Regions from separate parts of the Oryzias latipes genome. Here region 2 is linked to region 1. A link is a contact called in public Hi-C data. All regions are on one chromosome and are shown on one strand. The core of a region is the stretch at or near the end of the contact, and the rest is flanking DNA. Distances in the headings are between cores, read along the strand shown. Region 1 holds the start of mios (GATOR complex protein MIOS). Region 2 overlaps LOC101158883 (glucocorticoid-induced transcript 1 protein).

Evidence for each region. A called contact is a pair of places that touch in the nucleus more often than the background predicts.
Region 2: a contact with region 1 is called in a Hi-C map of embryo, with 2.0 times the contacts expected there. The contact joins the enhancer-like site here to the promoter of mios in region 1. A contact is called at or near these places in 3 of 5 Hi-C or Micro-C datasets (all in embryo).

What each region holds. Positions count from the first base shown.
Region 1 is chr16:30,576,980-30,581,538 of ASM223467v1, forward strand. It overlaps mios (GATOR complex protein MIOS), which reads left to right and starts at 2,751. Exons shown (of 11, transcript XM_020710486.2): 1 at 2,751-2,881.
Region 2 is chr16:30,614,536-30,619,094 of ASM223467v1, forward strand. It overlaps LOC101158883 (glucocorticoid-induced transcript 1 protein), which reads left to right. Exons shown (of 9, transcript XM_023963889.1): 5 at 2,051-2,164; 6 at 3,843-3,980. Among protein-coding and RNA genes, the nearest start is that of ica1, 19 kb to the right of the region's middle. Within about 2 kb of position 2,351, at least 2 of the 8 cell types and tissues checked have an H3K27ac peak or open chromatin away from gene starts, as enhancers often do. A contact at or near this core is called in embryo, where this site is marked.

The DNA of each region.
Region 1 (4,559 bases), core at 1,501-4,000:
AAGCTTTTTATTTTGCCCAAACTAACTTAGTTTTGGGATTTTTTTTGTCTTAGAATGTAGAATTAAAACAAAGAATTTAGTATTTAGACGTTACTTTTCAGGTGATTTTCTGTTATATTTCAATCCTGGGATTTCACAATTAAGAATTCAGTTATCTTTATTTATCTATTTTTCTGTTAAAGTTGAACCAAACTGCAGAACGGATCAGATTAACAATTCTCCAACCCCGACATCCAGCGGCGTCTTCCTCCTTCATCTTTCTGCTCCAGCGGACACTCATCTTCCTGCCCCTGTGGCGTTTATGAACCACATTATCTTTGCCCCGCTGGGGGCAGAGCGTCATTACCAGTGTTTCTGATCGCGACCCAAACCCAGACGACACACCGATCCCCTCAGGCTGTCCACAGAACCATCAGAGGCGGAGTGAGATGCTCTGCTGAATTAGACAGAGTTTCTGTCTCCGAGGAGCCAGAATCTGGAACTGAATCTGAAAATGATGATTGTGCGCCGTACGTTCACAGGACCCTGAGCTTTGACTGAAGACCTTCAAAACAGGATCCTGAGGTCCACTGGAGCAGAACCACCTCAGTCCAGCAGACGTTTGACAGACAGAACTGAATTTCTGTCTCCAAACCTGCAGCTGAGATTCGGGTGACGCAGTGCTGCCACCTGGTGGCTGAAACGGTAACTAAAGACTCCCAAACCCAGAACCTCCTGGACCCTGAACTTCAATGCAGATCAGTCAGACAGAAGGACATTCATGTACGTGAAAACACTCTCAGATTCTAAATAAATCATCAAAATGACTTTATAGATGAACGTTCTGCGTTCAGACTTTCACATCTTCTGAGGACCAAAGTTTGTCGAACGTCAAAAACTGTCAAAGCAGATCATTTCAGAACTGTGTCAGGAGGAAAAAACATATTTTAGAGAAACAAAATTCCAATAAGATTCTGAAAATCAAACTTTAAATACCAAAAATATCAGATTGACCTCAATAAAGACACTTTGAAGGAACTTTTTTTTTCCATGAAGCAGTCCAAACTCTAGAATAAGAGGTTTGTTGTAAAATAAAATGAAAAATAAAAGATCAAAAGTCACAGATGTAAGATTGGAGTTTGAAGTTTTGGCCCGAAACTACAAGAAAAGAGTAAAATTTGTTTAAAAGCAAGAATTCTGGCAAAATGAAACTTAAAAGATATAAATAAAACAGAAACAAAATAATCATATTGTGTCTATAGAAATCTAAAAATTCACTAAAAATAAAACAATTTCCTGGGAGAAAATGGTCAAAACATCAGAATAAAAACAAAATAATGTGAAATGTTGAGTTTTGGCTTTGATTTAAACGAATCCACCCTAAACAATCAAGGATTTTAATCGTTATCGTCATTTTTTTGTTTAACCTGCTGCCTAAATTGATATTAAGGTTATTGGTTTTTGGAAGACTTGTGGTATTTTCTTGTCTTTATCACTAGAAATCCTTCATGTGAGAGACGCTTTTCATCAGATTTCTGTGGGTTTTTTACTTTTTAAATACATAAATGATCTTTCCTTTATTTTTTTTACTTTAGAGTCGACGTTCTTGAACCCATAACTGAGGGAGAAGGTGTCTGAGATGCTGCAGAAGCTGCTCCCGTTCAGCCTTTTGTTCTTCACATGGATGAGAACTGGAGCTGCAGCTGCAAAGCATTGTGGGACAGTATTTCTGTTGCTTGAGGAGATAATAAAGGAATCATTGAAACTCTGTTAATATTTGATGGAGCTCCAGCAGCTCGTTTTATGGGATCTTTGCAGACACTCCCAGGGTAGTTTCTTCAATTTGGAGCCTTCAGAGATGAAAACGACTCAAACATCAAACACAGATGATGATCTGAAGGAGGTCACCCGTCTTTGGCAATTCCTGGAGAACCATAAAAGCAGACCCTGAGGCTAAAAGCAGCCCTGAAGCACCTCCACCATGTCTTTTCATAAGTCTTCACTGTTAGTTTGTCTGCAGATGTGACAGAGCGTCACAAAATCATCAAATCAAATCATCTAGCACCATCTCATCCTCTCAAATGCATCCTCCTCACTCTTTATATCCATCCACCTTCTTCCCTTCTGGCAGCTCCATCCTTTTACCAACATCATCCCTGTTCCTCCTCCTCCTCGATGTGTTCAGACCTCCACCTTCAGCTCCACTGTCCTACAGAACATCTTGTGGATGTCCTGCACAACTTCTGCTAACCTTTTTCTCCTCACAAACTCCTGAACTCTCCTCATTCCAGCACAGTCTCCTCATCTGCGTTCCTCATTCCAGATGAAACGAGTCTCCATGATGTCTTTAGCTGGAGCTGCTGGGTCTTCTGGGAGAAGCTCCCAATCTTTTAGCACGGTCCTCCACCATCTGTCCTCCTGCATTCCTGTCCTGAACTCCAAACTTCATCACTTCCTTCATCCAGATTTCTCATCACTCTCTCCTCTCTCTAGAAACCCTGGATATTTATTGGAATTGTAAAAATATTTTCTTTTATAACTTATTTTTAATTTTAACTTTTTATGTTAATTTTAGTTCATTATTATGCATTTGCTTTTAAATATTTACTTTATTTTTTTTGCGTCCACGGAGACTAAGATTATAAATCTGCTTCTATTTATGTTTTAAAGTAATTGTGATTTGTCTCCTGAGTTCTTATCTTTCGTTTCTGTGACTCCTGCGCCCTCTAGTGGTAGTTTCTATGTCCAGCAACCCGTAGTGGAATGTTACACCGCCGACAGCTGTTGCTACACGGACATATTTTGGTGTAACACACAACATCCTTGTGCTCCTCCAAAGTTGTGAGTGTGCGACATGTGGTTTTCCAGCCGAACCTCGTTCGTGTGTTTAAACCTGCTGAGAGTAAGTACCGTCTGCGTCCTTAGAGAATCATTTCCTATGAAATATGTCGGAGATTTAGATTTAATAACAAAATAAAAACCTTTCCGTTGGATCTGTTAACATTAGCATTAGCTTGGTGAGATTAGCATGTCAACAAACTTTCTGATTTTTGAGTGAACAATTCTAAAACGCATTTTGTTCGTAGTTTACTGCGACTTTTTTAAACAAAATAAATGACAGAAGTTGTTTGGTTTGATATTAGTTTTAAAGTAATGACATATAACTAGAGGAATTCGCACGTTTGGAGTGAATTTCTCACATAAGATAAAATGTGTGTTTTATTATACGGAACCATGAGCTAGAAACGCGTTTTTTCTGCTTGTGAAATAAAAACCATCCTGGTTTTTTAAATGTTCCTTTGCTCCTGAAAGTCTCTCCTTCTGTGATTAAAACGTCAAACAGATTAGATTGGAACCTTAAATGGATTTTAGGACAAACAGGGTTTGATGTTTGTAACCTGACTTCACATTTATTCAAGGTTTTTATGAAAGCATGACGTGAATTTTCCTTGAAATTCACAGGAAAAATCTAGAATATAAGTTTTGTTTTGCTTTAAGTGAAAAGAATCTGCCACTGAAACGTATTTGGGAAGATTTCTGAAAATAAGCTGCAATGATTTTCTCTTTTAAGACAAAATACAATCTGTCATGCACTCATATTTAGGCTTCTTGGTCTGGAAATTGGAAATATTATGTCTTAAAGAGACCTGAAAGTTTTTTTTTTTACTATCCTTAAAGTAGGTACATTTATACACTTAATAACCCAATTAAATATAACCCATTCAACTCTTAGAGGTGTAATCATTAATCAACTTGTCCAAACCAATTGATCTGTCTGAGACAATTTGTTAATCGATTCAACCTAAACTACATTAAAATTGAGATAAATCGACCTGTAATCAACATTGGAAAATACCATTTAGATTGAGAGGAAGTAGGTTTATTTGACTTTAAGGTAAAAACAGTGGAAAACACACGTGACGTCAATAACACGGATCATTCAATGTGTGGACAGACTTTGAATAAAGTCATGTGACCATCCAGTGTCTAGAATGTTCTAAGAATGTTCCCTTTGGATTCTTTGGATGTGGAAAAACAACAGTGGTGAACTTTAGGAAACTAACATGTGAATGGATTTGACATTCATTCTAGTTTACTGGTTGGTTTGGACACAGATTTCATTCACACTTGAAGAAATCCAAAGAATCTGGAGAACTGTTCAGTAGCAGGAATTTCTTACTGCTGGAAGTTTTAAAGACGACCTGGATCCGTTTTACGTCAGAGAATCGGATCGTTGTTAAACGCCTTTCATTAATCCTCATTTCTAGACCGTGATCGTCCTAAATTAAGACTAGAATCGCACACTAAGACAACTTTGTCTTTAAAAATGTTGTGTGTCACAGTTTCCCCAAATCAAGCAGGTTAATCTCTTTTAAATGAGATCATCACAAATAAAACTTCTGCTTAAAATATGATGTAGGAGTTAAAAATCTATTTGTATTTCAGAAAAAGAAAAGTTTTAAAGATCAATGGACTGAAGATTTATTGACTTTTAACAGGTTGTTACTGAGAAGTTAGTGAGTTTTGTCTTCCATCAAGTGTCAAAAGAGATTTAAGCCTGAAACTCAACTAAAATACTT
Region 2 (4,559 bases), core at 1,101-3,600, 37 kb after region 1:
CCAGACATGGTATGGTTGGGTCACACTCAAAATACTGTACCGTACCACTCTGTGGAAACAGGGCCTTGTCTTTCAGGACAAGTCTTGATGGTTCTACAACTGCTAAGCCGCACCACACTATCATGCTACCACCTCCGTCACTTTGTTTGAGGTGTTCAACTTCTTTGAACTTCTAGAAAGCTCCTCTATAATCTCTCGAACCCACAATGATTTTTTTCCCACCAAAGTTTTGACTTTGTGTTAAATGTGAGACAAGGTTTTGTGTTGTTTTAAACATTTTCCCCCGTAGACTGACATCATCAGTTCAGTTCCGCAGTGTCTTTGCATACTTTATTTTGATAAATCCGCACACAAAAGAATAAAAATGGAACAAGCACATTTGTGACTATTATAACCCTGAAAGTTTTTATTTTGAAGGTTGGTTGGTTTACTTGTTTGTCAGAGTTGGATGGAAGTCAAAATGTTCCTTTACGTAAAGACTTTTTACCCTCCTGCTTATCTGCTGGGTTTGATGGCCAACCAAGCAACTGCATAGTTATAGGACTCTTCAGACCATAATCTAAATTTATCCCCCCTCTTCCCCAAAGTGTAGGGCCGTGTACATCTCATTATGGTCTGTTGTTTCAGAGGAGCTGAAGGTTTTATTTATTTATTTTTAGATCAGACACTTTGGAGTTTTATCCCATCTTTCTGACTCCAGGGTTTGTATGGCGTATACTTATTTAGCACTTTCTACCTGCTTTCAAAGGCCCAAAGCGCTTTACAGTCACACACACATTCACACACTGAACACTGCCGCCAACCTTCCACCAGAGGCAAGGTGGGGTTCGGTGTCTTGCCCAAGGACACTTCAAGGCAGAAATCGAACCTGCAACCTCACGATGATGGGTCTACCTCCCTACCCCTGCACCACGGCCGCCCACACAACTCTCTCTGCACAAGAGACTACCTATTCTAGGAAAGTCTTATTTTGTCAGAAATCCTCCAACACTGCATTAGGATAGGTTGAACTTTAGGTAATAATAAACCCTGAAATGTTCCTTTTGAACATCTTTGGCGACTGTCCTGCAGGAAGTCATCAACTAATTGTTTCCAGCTTCAAGGACTTTTGTATAAACAACTTGGTTTCCTGTTGCACTGAATAGAAAAAGGTGCGATAAAGCTGAACCACTGCTGCACCACTTCAAACGCCTTATTCCACACCGTCACGGAGGCTAAGAATGGTGTCATTTGAGCTTTTAATGACTTTAGTTTATAATGTCATCCACAGAACTCATTTATGCAGTTTTGGACCTAAAAAACATCATGTAATGGCGTGTTTTATTTAAAAACAACCTCAGGAACTTCCTGGAGCAAATGCTTTTCTCACATGATTGTCAAAATGTTAACATGATAAATCCCTTTAAATCTTTCTTACGGCCTCGTGCTGGATCCAGGCCTGCTAATAAAATTTAGATGCCATCTTTCCGCGCTCCAGGCCTGTGCAATCAAAATAGGAGACTAGTTTGCATCAGCTCTTTTTTTTTCTTTCTTTCTTCTTCTTCCGTCCAAACTGCTTGGACTTGTCGTCGCGGCGGCGAACTGAGTGTGGGAGGACCTCTGTGAAAAGAGCCGGTCTTTGTTGACGGGGCTGTCAGGAATACCAGATCAGCGCTGAAGACCGCACCTTTGTCTGCACAGCACAACTGCGTCTGTTCGTCTTACAAAGAGCATCCTGTTTTTAGGTTTCACCCACTGACTTCACTCGCTTCATCATCCACCCTTCGCTGCCGCCGCCGCTGCTGCTGCATGCACTGCTCTGGCTGCAGAGTGTGCTTGCCTTAATACTAAAAGAAAGAAAAAAGTTGACATTCCAGGCATTTTATCTAACGTTAGAGAACTGGTAAATCATTTGGCCAAAGTAAACACTTCAGATCTGTGAAATCGTGTTTTTGTCCGATTATGTCTCTGTAAATATTTGGTTGGTTTGGGGTTTTTCCAGCCTTAAATGTGAATTTCCTCCACTCACTGAAATCTGCTGAACTGTTTTTTTTCTTTTTTAAACCAGCAGATTGCAAAGCTGAGGCTGCAGCTGCAGCGCAGCAAGCAGGTCACCCGGCAGAGCAAAGACCGCGATCTACAGCTTCCCCAACTGTCGCTGCACGGAACCGCCGGCCAAACGCAGGTGAGGCTCCGACTCCGCCCACGGAGAGACTCTGACGGTCGCAGGGGGCAGGTAAAGATGAGGCAGCATGAAAGAAACCGAACGGCAGAACTAAAATCCACGTCGCCTCCATCAGTAAAAACGAGTTCTTAAAGCTGTAATTCAAAACGCCGTCGTCTTGGTAACCGATGAGCGACGACACCAAGTGTCAGGAGAGGAGAACAGGTCTGGACATGTTCTGCTCTGCTCCTGTTTGGGCTGTAAATAAACACTAGAACCCTGTGGTGGCACACAAACCCCCCAATGCTGAAAGGTTTTTATTTGAATGACAAGTATTCTTCTTCTAAGAAATTTTAGCAAAAAACACATAGATGAATCAAATCTAGTTATTTTATATATTGGTTTAAAATAAAATAAAAGCTATCTTCTTGACATAATTACTCTAACTGGAGGTGTTGGGGGCGAAAATCAATCACGATATTTCACTTGGTGATACATGTAACAATTCAAAATGCTGTGATATTTATTTATCAATGACTCTTGTTTTCCACTTTAACCCCCGACTGCTAGCTGGCAGCATCGCACACTGAGCCTCTTTGAGCAGCTCTACAACACACAAAACGACAACAAGATCTCAGCGAGAAGCAGCTCATTATATATGCAGTCATCCTTCACGGTTCCTGTTGTTATGAGGCATGCAACACCTACACAACCACATTCATTTTATGTTTGGTTTTTTATATACCGGTACACTAAAAAAAGTATTTTGTTGTGTAAATCAGACAATGTTGAATGTTCTCTCTAAGAACAAATGTGTCTCCTCACCAAAAGAAAAGCAACATGAACTTGCTGGGTAAGAGCAACTGGAGATACAGTTGCAGTGCTTAACGTTGTGATCATTAAACAAAATAAATGTTGCCTTTTTAATTACAAGAAAAGCATTTTCATATTAAAGTCATTTTTTATTTTATAGTCGTACTCTTCAAAAAAACAAAAAATTGTTCCGTACAGTCTTTGGATCTATATCACGATACATATCATGAGACACACCCCTCACTCCCACCGTATATTTTCCAATAGTAGCCCTGGCATTTATGCAACATTGCCCGGTGTTCATAGAGACGGGCGTCTATTGGAGACCGCCGTCACAGGAAGAACGGCGATGGCTAACGGGTTCATTTTGTGGTGAAAGTCAGTCACAAAATGGGAAGCCTGTAACACAAAGACACCTAGCTGCTGTCCTCCATTTGTTTTTGGCAACCAAAAGAGACGGTTGTCATGGAAACCAACGCTGCCATGGAACCTGGTGCGTTTGCACGTGCTCAGATGCAGATAGACGGCAGGAAGCGTCTGCTTATTTAGGAGATATCTACAGGAAAACTCTAGAAGACATTGACTTCATACTTTTACCTGATTATCTTAAGAAACTTGCTAACGATTCGGTTTTTTCGGTCGACTCCTCGTTTGGTTTTAAAAGAAAGACCCTCTCGGTGAATCATCTACGACTGGTGTAAAGAGGAAGCCGAGTGTCAGTGAAGGACCGTTTTCTGTGCGTCTGATGCAGAAAACGTGATTCGGTTCAGACGTTCCACTGCCCTGTGCGGGAATGGAACCGGACACCGTTTGCTCTAAGGCTCGTGGACGTTCCAATAACTGGCCTCCTCTCCCCCCTTTGTTTCTGGTTCTCCTCTGTCTGCAGCACAAGGGCACTACAGCAGCTTTCCCCGCCGCACCTTTGACAAAAACCCTCATCTGCAGAGTGCCGAGCAACGTGGAGGGCATCAACCACGAGCTGGAGAACGTCTTCATCAGAGAAGACTGGGAGCAGGGCATGCAGGTGCTCAAACCTTCACGCAGTCTGTGGTTGTTGTCATGATCGCCATGGTGTTTGGAAACCATCAGCAGAGCCTCACCCTCATTGAACCTTCATGATGGATGTCTGGCTTGTGATTCTGGTTTTTCTCGTGTTGTGAGAACCAGGAAACCAAAGAGACGTTTCTACAAACATGTGCTCCTGTGGCAGGATTCTGACCTGTCCTGCCACAGATTTTTACTCAAACCTAAAAGGATCAGGAAACACACTTTAGTCATCACCTGTTTTAACCTCGTAATAATAAAAATAATTATTATTATTTATTATTATTTTTAAAGTGACAATTACAGTTGCATAGAAAACACGTTAGCTTGTTACTTTAGCATAAATCCTTTTAAATTTGATTCTGTTGGGTTAGGTTATATAGACTGTGTTTAAGTCCTAATGTATATTTGCCCATTCCGATATTTCTAGTCCGATATTTCTAGTCCGAATAAATGCATTTGCAAGACATACAAATAAATACATTTTTATTTTAATAATAACGTTTATGCTCTCGGGCGTGAGTTTGACACATGTGCTGTAAGAGGTGCCTGTTTAAGT